Regions from separate parts of the Mus musculus genome. Here region 1 is linked to region 2. Evidence: chromatin contacts called from public Hi-C data. All regions are on one chromosome and are shown on one strand. Each heading gives the region's core, a stretch centred on a gene start, on an enhancer-like site or on the middle of the called end of the contact. The rest is flanking DNA. Distances are from core to core; before and after follow the strand shown.

Evidence for each region. Hi-C and Micro-C count contacts between places; a contact is called where the count stands out from the background.
Region 1: a contact with region 2 is called in a Hi-C map of bone marrow-derived macrophages, with 16 read pairs. The contact joins two enhancer-like sites. A contact is called at or near these places in 2 of 15 datasets of contacts at CTCF or cohesin (large pre-B cells and pro-B cells), 28 of 484 Hi-C or Micro-C datasets (B cells, CD4 T cells, CD8 T cells and 22 more), 10 of 115 datasets of contacts at active chromatin or transcription factors (craniofacial prominence, embryonic basal ganglia, embryonic midbrain and 6 more) and 1 of 9 other capture datasets (embryonic stem cells).

The regions. Positions count from the first base shown.
Region 1 is chr2:144,298,925-144,304,746 of GRCm38.p6, forward strand. No RefSeq gene overlaps it. Among named protein-coding and RNA genes, the nearest start is that of Ovol2, 30 kb to the right of the region's middle. Within about 2 kb of position 2,012, at least 68 of the 459 cell types and tissues checked have an H3K27ac peak or open chromatin away from gene starts, as enhancers often do. A contact at or near this core is called in bone marrow-derived macrophages, peritoneal macrophages and uterus, where this site is marked.
Region 2 is chr2:143,842,293-143,848,987 of GRCm38.p6, forward strand. It overlaps Bfsp1 (beaded filament structural protein 1, in lens-CP94), which reads right to left. Exons shown (of 8, transcript NM_009751.2): 3 at 6,636-6,695; 4 at 3,609-3,698. Among named protein-coding and RNA genes, the nearest start is that of Bfsp1, 18 kb to the right of the region's middle. Within about 2 kb of position 4,834, at least 85 of the 459 cell types and tissues checked have an H3K27ac peak or open chromatin away from gene starts, as enhancers often do. A contact at or near this core is called in bone marrow-derived macrophages, peritoneal macrophages and uterus, where this site is marked.

The DNA.
Region 1 (5,822 bases), core at 762-3,261, 450 kb after region 2:
CAGGGCAATGCATAGAAACCCTGTCTCAAAAAACAAACAAACAAACAAAAACAAAAAACAAAACAAAAAAACAACAACAGAGACAGAAAGCTTGGGAGAGATGACTCAGAGAGGTTAGGAGCACTGCACTGCTATTCGGAAGGTCTTGAGTTCAAATCCCACAACCACATGGTGGCTTCCAACTATCTATAATGAGATCTGGCGCCACCTTCTGGTGTGCAGGCATATATGCAGACAGAACACTGCATACATAATACATTAATTTTTAAAAGAGAAAAAGAATGGGAGACGCCATCCTCATCCCCATTCGGCAGCCAGCACTGACCACCAGATGGGCGACTGGTAGTCTTCAGACCGCTCCAGGGTCCAGCCTTAGAATCTCCCATCTGAAGGACAGAGAAAGCCCCCCCCCCCCCCCCCCCCCCCCCGCACATGCACTAGACCTTGTCGAAACCCTGACCCACAGAATCTCCAAGTTAGGCTCAGCTAGTTACCCAGTCGTAGGAACTGACCACTTCATTCAGTTCCTCTATCCAGCTTGAGATAAATTGTTTTTTTACTTATTTATCTGTTATCTGTCTCCACCTTACAGAAGCAGGGATTAGCCCGGCATGGTGGCCCGTGTCTACAATTCCAGTGCCTGGGAGGCTGAGACAGCAAGACTGGCACAAGTTCAAGGTTACCTCAGCTAGGTAGAGACTTCCAGACTAGCATGGGGGTGGGTGGGGAGAGTGGGGGGTGGGGGTGGGGGACTTATACCTCCAACCAAGCAAACTAAACAAAATAAAACAAAACAAAGGACACTGGTCTATTTTTTTCTAGCCTTAGTATCTAGAAAAGTCCCTAGCATAGCATGGGCACTTGGAAAATATTTGTTGAACAAATGAATCCTTGCTAATTAAAGAAAACTGCTCCGTACTATAATCCGCACACCTTCTGCTAAGGCATGTGACCTTTTCCTGAAGAAAGTGTTCTCTGCTGTGTTTTGGACTAGCTCCCTGCTAAAAAATATCTCTTGTCAGCCATCTGGAAAATGATAAAGTTGGATGCATACCTCCCACTATACCCCAGGAAATAGTCCAAACAGATCAAAGATTTAGATGCGATAAGACGAAGCTGTTACAGTCCTAGAAAAAATGCATGGCAGAATCCCGATGTAATTTTGGAGCCACAAGGCCTTTCTACCAGGGACTTGACCTTCTGCAGAAGGCAGAGAAGAAAAAGATGGGGTCATCTCACACTACATAAAACTTCTCCGCGGGGGAAACACATTCAGCATGAATGAAAGTCAAAGCTAAATGACAACCCAGGAAGAAAAACAGCAATTGAAACCACAAAAGGGTTGAACTTCCTGGTACACCAAGCATGCAAGTAAAGAAACAGACAGAAAAATGACCAAGAAATTGGGCAGTACCCGAATGTCAGACTGCTCCCTGAAGCAGTCACATACAAATGGCTCTTGATAAGACTAGACATCCAGCCTTCCTCTCACACACAGTGAGACAAATGTCAAATCTAATGACACTGAAAAACTATTTATTTCTCTCCTATCAGATGGGCAGAGAGCCAAAACCACAGCAATACAATGTTGGCTCAGTGGCAAGGACATGTACACTCGAAGTACAAATTGGCACCATTGAGCCTTATCCACCAACTTTACAACACCCAACAACTTACAAGACCAGGGGCCAGCCTTCATGGTGTGTGTGTGTGTGTGTGTTTACAAGATCTGTACAATTCTTAGGTCAGCAGAGAGGCTAAGGGTGTAGCATAATGATAGTTTTTGCCTATCTTATGAAAGGGCCTGGGTTCTATTCCCAGAACAGGAAATAATGGAGGAAGAGGAGGAGGAGGAGGAGGAGGAGGAGGAGGAAGAGGAGGAAGTAGTTATGCAGAAAAACAGACCAATAACCAGTGGGAAGAGGGGCATTTAGGTATTACACAGAAAAGGGAACTACAAATTGCCCTTAACAAGTGAAACTGTTAGCACTGACAATTGCATTTCTGGGAATTTATCCCGAAGACAGGATTGCATTTATGTGAAATGACACATACATAAAGTTACTCACTGTAGCACTCTCTATAGGAGCAAAACATTGGAAGCTACATAAGTGTCTATTACCGGAAGACTGATAACCCGAAATACAATGCATCCACGCAACACAACACTAGACAGGGTTTTTAAATTTTATTATAGCCATTGACTCATTCATGTGTGTGTGTGTGTGTGTGTGTGTGTGTGTGTGTGCGCGCGCGCGCGCGCGCGCGAGCATGAGCCACACCATGCCTGTGGAGGGGTCAGAGAACAACTTGTGGGAGCCAGTTCTCTTTTACCACATGGCTTCCAGGAACTGAGTTCAGCTAGTCAGATTTGGTAAAAAGTGATTCATGGCTTAGACCATCTTGTTGGCTCAGCTCTGTAATGTTAGAAAATAAATTCAGGTGGTTCGGCAGCTAAGAATGTGTACTGCTCTTGCACAGGACCCAAGGCTGATCTCAGCACACATGTAAAATGGCTCACCCCTATTACTCCACTCCAGGGGATCCAAGGCTCTCTTCTGGCCTCTTCAGGCACCTGCACACACACACACACATGTGACTCTCACACACACACAAAGTATTTTAAAAGAATACATAAGTATTTACCAAAAAAACCATAAAAGTTACACACACACACACAAAAAAAAAACCAATAATACTTGCATCCTACTGGCGTTCCCTCTGTCATGTGAAATAAAATCCTCTAATCTTGTGAGGAAGAAACTAACAGCATTGGCTAACTATGGAGGAGAGCCTGGGCAGATGAGACACCAATTTTGAGGCACCACATTTCTCTACATATATTATTATAATATTTGTAAAACTTTTTGGAATGCCACAGAACTTGCAATAACTGGCATACTCCTTTAGTTCTAAAAGTAGGTTCTTTCTCAAAATGCATGCATTCTGAGGAGGGTCAAAGCCTGTGAACTTTAGCCTTTTTTTTTTAAAATAACCTCTGAGATCCATCAGTCTGATCCTGTTGCCCCACCCTGGAGACCTAAGTGAACCAGCCCCTATGTGCTCTGTGCATTGGTTACAAGAGCTCACAGCTGCTGTTACTGAAAATGCCTAGAAGTCATGCCTTGCGTGTCAGTCACATGTGTTAAGTGGCCCCTGGCTTCAGGAAGCACTTCTAAGTGCTACTCACACCACAGACTAATAAGTAAGTCAGGGAGCTGAGAAGATAGTCCAGTGAGTTAAATATCAATGTTGAACAATCCTGAGGACCTGAGTTCAAATCCAGCTTCTATGTAACATGCTAGGTATGGTGATATGAAGTGAAAATCTGATCACTGGGGACACAAATCCAGGTGGATCACCAGAGTTTACTGGCTAGCCACAAGTCCCAATGAAAGAATTTATCTTCAAAAATAAGACACTTGAAGAACAATGCCTGAGGTTTACCCCAGGCCTAGACATACATACCTCCAAAATACTCAACTGATTTCTAAAAACATTTTTTGAAATAATTTATTTATTTCTTTAAGATGTATTTATTTAATGTATGTGAGTACACTGTCACTCTCTTCAGATACACCAGAAGAGGGCATCAGATCCCATTACAGATGGTTGTGAGCCAACACGTGGTTGCTGGGAGTTGAACTCAGGACCTTGGAAGGTCAGTGTTCTTAGACACTGAGCCATCTCTCCAGTCCTAACTTATTTATCTTTATTTTGTGTGCATTGTATTTTGCCTGCATATGTCTGTGTGAGGGTGTTGGATCCCCTGGAGCATCCTTGTTAGAGTTGCCTGAATTTTTTTTTTTTTTTTTTTAATTTGAGCCGGGTGGTAGTGATGGCACTGGCCTTTATTCCTAATGCTAGGGAGGCAGAGACAGAAGGATCTTCATGAGTTCAAGGCCAGCCTAGTCTGCTCAGATGCTCAAAGATAGAGGACAGTGACTGGTGGTTCATGGCTGTAAACCTAGCTGCTTGGGAGACTCGGGCAGAAGGATTACAAATTCATGAGCACATAGCAAGATCCCATCTCAATGTCTAAGAATCCAGAAAAGATGGAGAGAAAGATAAGACAATGCCATTTCTTGAGCACTGTATCTGCCCATCTTGAAACTGGAACTTTTTAAACATGTTGTGTGTATGGGGGAGGGTGTGTAGGTGCCACAGCATACAGTACTTATGGATGTTCAAGGACAGCTTGGCGGAGTCAGCTCTCTACTGTGTGGGCCGTTGAGGGTAAACTTCGGTGTCTGGCTTGGCAACAAGCACTTTGTACCTCTTGAGCCATCTCAGAGGTCCAGAGCTTTTAGCTTTTCAGCCCTGATTCCAACAGGGATGTTTCTTGGTCATGAAGGTAGTATGAAAACCACTGCTAATGCCATTCAAAGCTGTGTTTCTGCCATCTGCAACCATACAAACTGTTTAATAAAAACTAGACTAAGGAGAACGTTACCTTCATCACAGTTCCTATGTGATACCAGAGGCAGCCAGCTACACACTTCCAGCCAGGGCAGCTCAGTTTTGTCTCCACCAGCTGTGTAAACGGGGGAATGCAAGACTTGTGACAAGAGCTACGAACACATGCATGCATGTCAGCAGTTTGTCTTCTGGAGTCAGAGTAGAGCCCTTAATGATGGCTGCACCCCGTGAGTCCCAAGTTCAGCCCTTCCTCCACTGCTGCCACGGCCAGATGGTTAACCGTAGCTCCGAGGTTGTATTCCACTCATCTGGTGCTTCAGGAGAGGTGGGACAGACACCCGTGGGATCTGCAGATGGCCAGGATCTGAGCATCCTCAGGTACAGGAGGGGTGATGCTGGCCAAAGGCACTCTGACTCTTACACCTTTCTCTGTGGGGTCGCAGTAGAACCTGAAACCTCTTCTCCACTTTGAAGGAGGAATGAGGAAAAGAGGTGTTTTGACCAGATTTGAAAGTCTCTGCACCAACTCACAGAGACAGAGCTGCTGCCCCCTAGGGTGTTTTACAGGTGTTCCAAATGACACCTGCACAGTGAGGGGTGCCCAGGTTCCTGCCTGGCAGATAGATCGCTAGTACAGGGGTCTTTCTTCCTCTCTCCCAGAAGCAAAACCATGGTTGGAAGAGAAACGGTAACGCATCTTAAGTGTCCAGCCCATGGGGTAAGGCCTGGTAAGCAAGGAGAGTAAGGAGAAAAGGGAAGAAGGCAAAACTGAGAGAAGAGGAAATGAAGAGAGGGGGCTAGAAGGGGAAAGATGGAGATACAGAGAAGAAACAAGACAACGACCAGCCATTGAAAATTTCCCCTAGACCAAGGACTCCCTGCAATAAGACAGACAGGCCCAGGCAGTGAAAGGCAAGGACAAGCCTACCTCTTCCCAGTCAATTTAGACAGCAGCACACAGACCTTGTGCCAAGACTTTCTTGGCTAAGGGGCTTCCCAAGGGAGGGTCTAGGCCCTTCCTTCTGTCCAGCAGTCATGTTAGTACCACAGAAACCACCTTTTCACCAACTCAGCTTGTAACTTCCCCCTTTCCCCTGTTGTGTACAAAGGTAGACTTGATTGTTAATCTCTCCCACATAGGAGTGGAGCTCCACAGTGAGGTGAGAGGGCGCTATCGCTCAAGGTCGCTGCATTCCCAGCCCAGCCCCCCCCCCCCCCAAGAAACCATCCGCTGCCCAGCCTCCCAGCATAGCTGCTTGAGCAGGTGGACGTCGTCATGCCTGGGCTAGCTTTCTCTTGTTTCAAGGTTTGTCATTGCTTCACCTAGAGGAAGCAGGGCCCTTCATCCAGCAAGTCCTAGCTCATGAAGCCAAAAGCCACAGGAACCCCAGGGTCACCAAGAG
Region 2 (6,695 bases), core at 3,584-6,083:
AGCCTCCGTTTTCCCTTTTGTGAAAAGACCACTGTGGAATGCAGATGCTCATTTGGCTAAGGGTTCTGTGCCTATGAAGATGAAAATCATTTTGTTCTCTGAGCCATCAGCTATGCCACAGTGCCAAGCAGAAACCATCTAGCCCCAAAAGGTGAAAGGCAAGAAGAGGCCTGATGAAGCCGAGACACTGATGATCAGTGGGGCAGTCCAGAAGGAAACCCCCTTCCAGCCTGTCCACAATCTGTCATGGCTTGCCTCTCCACCTATTCAAAAATACCAGTGATTCTTAAAGGCTAACTGTTCAGGAGCCCTGCCTGCAACACAGAGGACACTGCCTCAAAACCCTAGAAACCCAAACCTGAGTCTATACCAAGTGCTTTCCATGTTCAAGCCACATACAGAAGGCAGCCCCTGCCCACCAATACCTCACAAGGAACTGCTATAGTGTAGATCTCCAGGGTTCGTGTGTTGAAGGCTTGGTCATTATCATATAGAATTGTGGAAAGAGGGTGAAGCCTTTAGAAGGGGGTCCTAGTGTGTGGGACCGTGAAAGGTAGCCTGGTCCCCGGTTGAGCTAAGGCTTGAAACCCCAGAGACCCTGAAGGGAAGGTAGGTATTTCACCGGTTACTGGGCACCAGGCCCCTGTCACTTGTCATAGCTCCTAATAGATTTATGGCCATAGGTCATGTAAGGGCAATGCCCCAAGCCCCTCTACTTATAGAGGACGTGACCTGTGGTCACATAGGTTCAAGACAGATCTCCATTTTAATGAGGTACCTAGAGGACTGGAGGGCTTAGCCAATTCACTTTCCTTCCCAGACACTCCTCCCTACAAAAGTTGTTTAACCTCAGGCCCGCCCTGAGAAGTAGAGTATGGTTTTACTCATCCACTTTTTATTTATGACAATAAATATCTTAAAAACATGGACTCTCTTTTCTTCGGGATCCACCATGGGGAGCCAAGGAGAAGGCTTTGGCCTATAGAGCCACCGTCTAATCTCCCGTAGAAGGCCATTCTGTGCTCCTAGCCTCAATGACCAAGCCTGGCCTAAGACTGCCACCCATCAAGCCAAGGACTCTCCCTTGGGACCAGCCTGAGCATCCCCTTTTTCCCTGGGCTAGACCTAGCCTGTGGGCCCCGACTCCATTCTCAGCCCTCCTTCATCTTCCAGCAATGCCTGGCCGCCAGAGCCTAAAAACCAGACGGGCCCCAGCCTTGTCGCAGGCTCGGGGACCCCAAGGCAGCTCCAGCTGTCCCTGCCTCAGACTGTGCTTCCCTACATCCAGAGCAGTGTCCTGGGACTTCCCTACAGCCCAACACCTACCCAGCGACAGAGTGGGCTAAGCGCAGTCGACCTCCCGAGTCCTGCCTCTCCAGCGGCCATGCCCTGTGGCAGAGCAGACACAGGACCCATAACCCTACACTAGTGGGAACAAGCAGGGGTGTTATACCCTTGAAGGAGATTCTGGGTCCCAAACCCCCTTTCTCTTTCTTGTTCTGCTCCTTCCATGATGTGCCACACTGCCACAGGCTCACAACACGAGGCCAACTGACCAGTCTGAAACCTTTAAGGCCTGGTTCACTTCCCCCAGCTAGGCTCTACCTGCTAGAGGTTCCATAGCCTTCCAAAAGTAAGCCACCAACTAGGGACTAAGCATTCAAACACATGAGCCTGTAAGAGACATTTTACATTCAAACGCTAACTGTTCATTTGTGCAAAGGTGACTTCCACAAATTTCCAGAAATAAAACATGTGAGAGTTGATGTAAGAAACCTTTGCAAACTAAGCAGTGTGCAGAACTCTGGAGCTGAGATTCACAACAAACAGGGCAGGAAGCTTTCTAAATCTATGCCTCCATCTTTCCTGTGCACAGATGGACACCAAGACAATAAGTATCACCCACCCCTGCCATCAACAGCCAATAGCTCTTAGGGGAAGACTAGACACCCATGACCCCACACCATGCATAACTATGTTGACCAGCACAGCCTTGTGCAGACCCGACGCAGGTAATGAGGGTTGTTATAAGTTCCCACGTGCAGCAGCCGTCATCTAAATGGGAGTTTTAGACTGAGAAAAAGATTTTACATCTCTCACGCCTGCCAGAGGCCCACAGTCATGAGCAGAGCTGGCCTTTGAAAATGAAATGTCTTCAAGTTTCAACTTCATGACCAAAATGCTAAAGAGAAGAAGAAAGCAAACAGTGGGGATGCCTCGCAGATGAATCCCCAACACAGCAGAGTTGAGAATGGGGCCTAGTTGAAGGTTCTTGTCCTGGGAATGGATTGGTGCCTCTATGAAGAAGCTCGTGGGAGGGGCTTCTCCTTTTCGGTTCCTCTGACATGTGAGGATGAGGAATTTGCCCATTTTTTTCCTTCCCACCTTCCAAGAAAGGCAGCCCAAGACAGCCCCAAACCAGAAGCTAGTTCTTTGATCTTGGACTTCCCAAACTCCAGACTGTGTGAAACTAATTTCTGTACTTTATAAATTATTCAGCATATGGCACTGTATTATAGCAAATCAGACAGGCTTAGGTACATCCCAACTTTAAGACACAGGCAAAAGAGGAGAGCAGATACATTAACAAAGAAAACTGATTGACAGCCGCTAAATCAGACAACGATACCTAGCATCATTAGCTACTGGAGGATGCAAATCAACCACAACCAGACTCACTACACACCGAGCAGAGAAACAAAACAGGAACCAAGAACGAAGGCTGAGGCAGCAAGCTCTGTCAGGAATATAAAGCAGGAGCTCTTTCAGAGCTAGAGGGACTGCAACCACAGCTGGGTACAGCAGAAACACCATTCGTAGCCTCTGCACATTTCTGCTGGATTCAAGTCCCTATTTGTGAAGCATTGGGAATGTGGAAGCCATGTCTACAATCCCAACACTCAGGAGCCCAAGCCAGGATGAGTAAAAAGCTCCAGGCCAGCCTGGGTTACAGAGCAAGACAGACTCGAAAGAAAACAGAGGGGAGGTTGGTCAGGACTATAAAGAGGCCGATAGAAAGTAATTAGGGTTGGAGATCATCAGGGCCCAGTTCCCTAGGTGAATCCTGCTAACTTTATGAGAAGAGAAAAATCAAAGGACACAGACATAGACAGACAAACAGACAGACTCTGTAAGACATTACCAGCAGGAACACTGCACCTAGATGAAGCCCCTTGACCCTGAATCTCTGGAACTGTAAGCCAACACGACCCTTTTTATAGCTTGCCCATGCTATGACTGTGTCATAGAATGGCAAGCTATGGGCAATAGAAAAGAGGCCATACAGCAAAGCATTTTGAAAACCACTTCATTTTGGCAGACCACATTTCCTAGAAGAAAATACCTAAGGTAATCTTACGGGACATAGCTTATGTCCCCTGAAATCTATCAGCGTTTACAGTTTGAACAAAGAACAAACCTCACACTTGAATAGCACTTAGAAGTAGGCAGGAGTTAACTTGTGGTAGTTCTAACAGTCAGACCCCGTGCTTGTCCCTGGACCTCTGAGAAGGTCAACTCCTCCACAGGTATGGGAGTGAAGACTCAGAGTACAGCCCCTCCCTGCAGGACTGGATAGCGTTCCCTGCAGCTGGGGCTCCAGTACTTACCTCCCTCATCCCAGTAACCAGGGACACTTGAGGAGCAGTCTGTACGATCTGCTGCAGGACGGTGATGTAGGTCTGAATCTCCAGAAGATTCTGTTGCAGAGGGAAAGCATTTTCATTAGAAGTTGAGCTGCTGGAATCTCACCCCCTTTCCTATGTGAGCCCAGGAGTGAGTGCCTGCACACATTGGCCCACAGCTGTGGCCACACTTGGATGGACAGAGGAATAAGCTACAGCTGCCACGGATGGCATATTGGAGTGGGCATTGCACATCTGCAGAAGCAACGGGGCAGGAGAACCATCGGGCTCAGCTTATTTGACCATTTCCCTTCAGATGCCTTCACACACTGCCCCTGGCCTCACAGCACCCTGGATGACAGGTGAGAAGAAAGGGGACCGAACAAGGCCTGGAAGCTACAAAGGACTGTGACAGTACAGGGCAGTGCTTCAGTGAGAGGGCAACTTTAGCCAGTCACGCCTACACTAAATGACTTAGTGGATATGAGTGTCTTCTCAGGTAAGCTTCAAAGTCTCCTAGAATAAAGGTCTTTTTATGAGACAGGGCTAACCATCTACAGGGAGGCCTGGTGACCTTAAACAGACAGTGCACCTTTCCTAGCTCTGAGCAATGACTGATAACACAACCCTCTACAGAAAACAGCCTTGACCAAGCATTGGTCAACTTGTCCAGGAAACTTCGAGGGCCCCAGCCCATGAGTGAAAAAGATTGGCCTTCAGATGAGACCAATGCTCCCCTCTCTCACACTATCCCCCACAGTCCTCCACTGATGTAACTGTGGAACAAGGACCACTATCTCAGGCTCTGTTTGTAGGGGCTGACTCGAGCCCTTCCTCATCAGGCTGGGTCCCAACAGATAATGAATGGGAGCTTCCCACCATTGTTATAAGTGCCTGCCTACTTCAGGCTGGCTCCAGACACTGCTCTCGGGATCCAATAAGATAAATATAAGGAAGCTGGAAGGTGTGGAGGAGGAAGTAGGCAAGGGCCTGGTGAGAGGCTGGGAAGACTGCCAGGGAGAGGGTACTACAGTCAAAGTGCAGGGTACACACAGGGAGGTGGGGAGGGTGGGAGGGAACACCAGGCTAGCTGGGTCCTTGCCCAGCTCCAGGCTGTCTCTAAATTACCAAGTTTGTCTTAGTGTGAGTTTCCCCAGAGAAAGATCTGGGTGTGGACACAGCTGAGTTGGGCAATGGCTCGGGGCCTTGTGACTAACAGGACAGAGAAGAGGCAGGGAAAGGACACTGGCTAAGCAGGGCGTGCCATCAATTGCACTCCCGTGGGCACGAAGATCAGACTTCGGAGGACCTCCTCCAAGTCCTGCTACCCAGACAAGAGGGGCCCAGGGGGGTTACACACAGACGCCCGCCCATCAGCCACTGAACAAGGCTGCTCCAGGGGTAGAGAAGTTCCCCTCTATTTCCTATGAGATTGTAGCTTTCCACTGCTTCAGTAAGCTCCTTGGCAAAAAGACACAGGTACTGTATCAATGAAACAAGGACCCCAAAGAGAACTCTACAGAATGAAAGCTTCCCCAAGAAATTCTAGCCTGGGTGAGAGCAGACAGAGCCTCGGGACAGATAAGAAACTCCCCCATTCACCCCAGGAACAGGATCCTCACAGCCCTAGAGACTTGCAGCTAACTAACTCTACGCAGGACACTTCCTGGCTTTGGTTTCCTCTCTTTTCCAAAATAGCAAGGAAGATGGGGTACGAATTCTGGTCAGCTGTAAATAACTTTATTCCCTTTATCCCAGAGATTCTCAACCTGAGGGTCCCGACCCCTTTGGAATAATATGACCCTTTCAGAGGGGGTCACCTAAGACTGTGGAAAAACGCTACAGTTTGTAACAGTAGCAAAATTATAGTTATTAAGTAGCAACAAAAATAATTCTGTGGTTGGGGGTGGGGGTGGGGTCACAACAACAGGAGGAACTATATTAAAGGGTTGCAGCACTAGGAAGGTTGAGAACCTCTGCTTTTCCCATTCCTGTGTCCAGATTCCTGCTGGTAAGTCAAGACACAACAGACCTAAGGTTCAGGTTACCATATGGGCAGTCAGAGAAGACCAGAGCCTAAGACCACTGCCTCCCCTGTCTGTTAACCCATGGTTAACCCAGAGCAGCACCAAAGAGGATACCACTCACATTTTAAAGATAGGAAGCAGCCCAGAGAGGCCAGGCTGCTCTCTCACAATTACACAATGCTGGGATGTGATTGTCCAGTGTGCTAAGGCCTCCAGTATCACACCTGCCAGAGGCGTGTAAGGAGTGGAAAGGTTAGGATACTCTGAAGGAGGAGGCTCTTAGCTGAAGGGGATTACAACCCCATAGGAAGAACAACAGTATCAACTAACTCAGAACCCCCAGGGCTCCCAGAGACTAAGCCACCAACCAAAGAGCCTACATGGGCTGGCCCATGCCACCACCACCCTCCATTCCCCGGCACCCACATATGTAGCAGAGGACTGCCCCATCTGGCCTCAGTGGGAAAGGATGTGCTAAATCCTGTAGAAACGTGATACCCCAGGGAAGGGGGATGAAGAACTCATGGAGGGGGGACCAAGAAGGGGGAAACATTTAGAATGTAAATAAATAAAATAATTAGTATAAATAATAAATAGACAAATAAAAGAGGTTCCTAAAAGAAAGTGTTATCTGGTTGCCTCTAAGGCAGAGCTAAGAACTGTAAAACAATGCCTTAAGCACACACACATATTCTCCCTTCTCTTTATTTTTCTGAGATAAAACAGTAGACTGCTTAATAGGGATGGAGCTGCCAAAATAATTTTGTAAATTATGACACTAAAACCTAACATCGCAATTCCCGGCATATCCTGCCATTGTCCACTGATGTTCTCTAGGCACCTCTGGCTGGGTAAGTGCTGTCCAATGGCCGGCTCATGCCAGTTCAGGGTCTGTAGTCAACATTGCTCACTCTAGCAGTCTCCTGTCCAACCCAACCCATGCTGGGTTTTGTAAGAGCAAGGGCTTCCCACACGTGATAGTTACCTTCTTGTACCTGTCCTTGGCCACACTGATATCTGCCTGCAGAAACTGTGCCTCCAACTG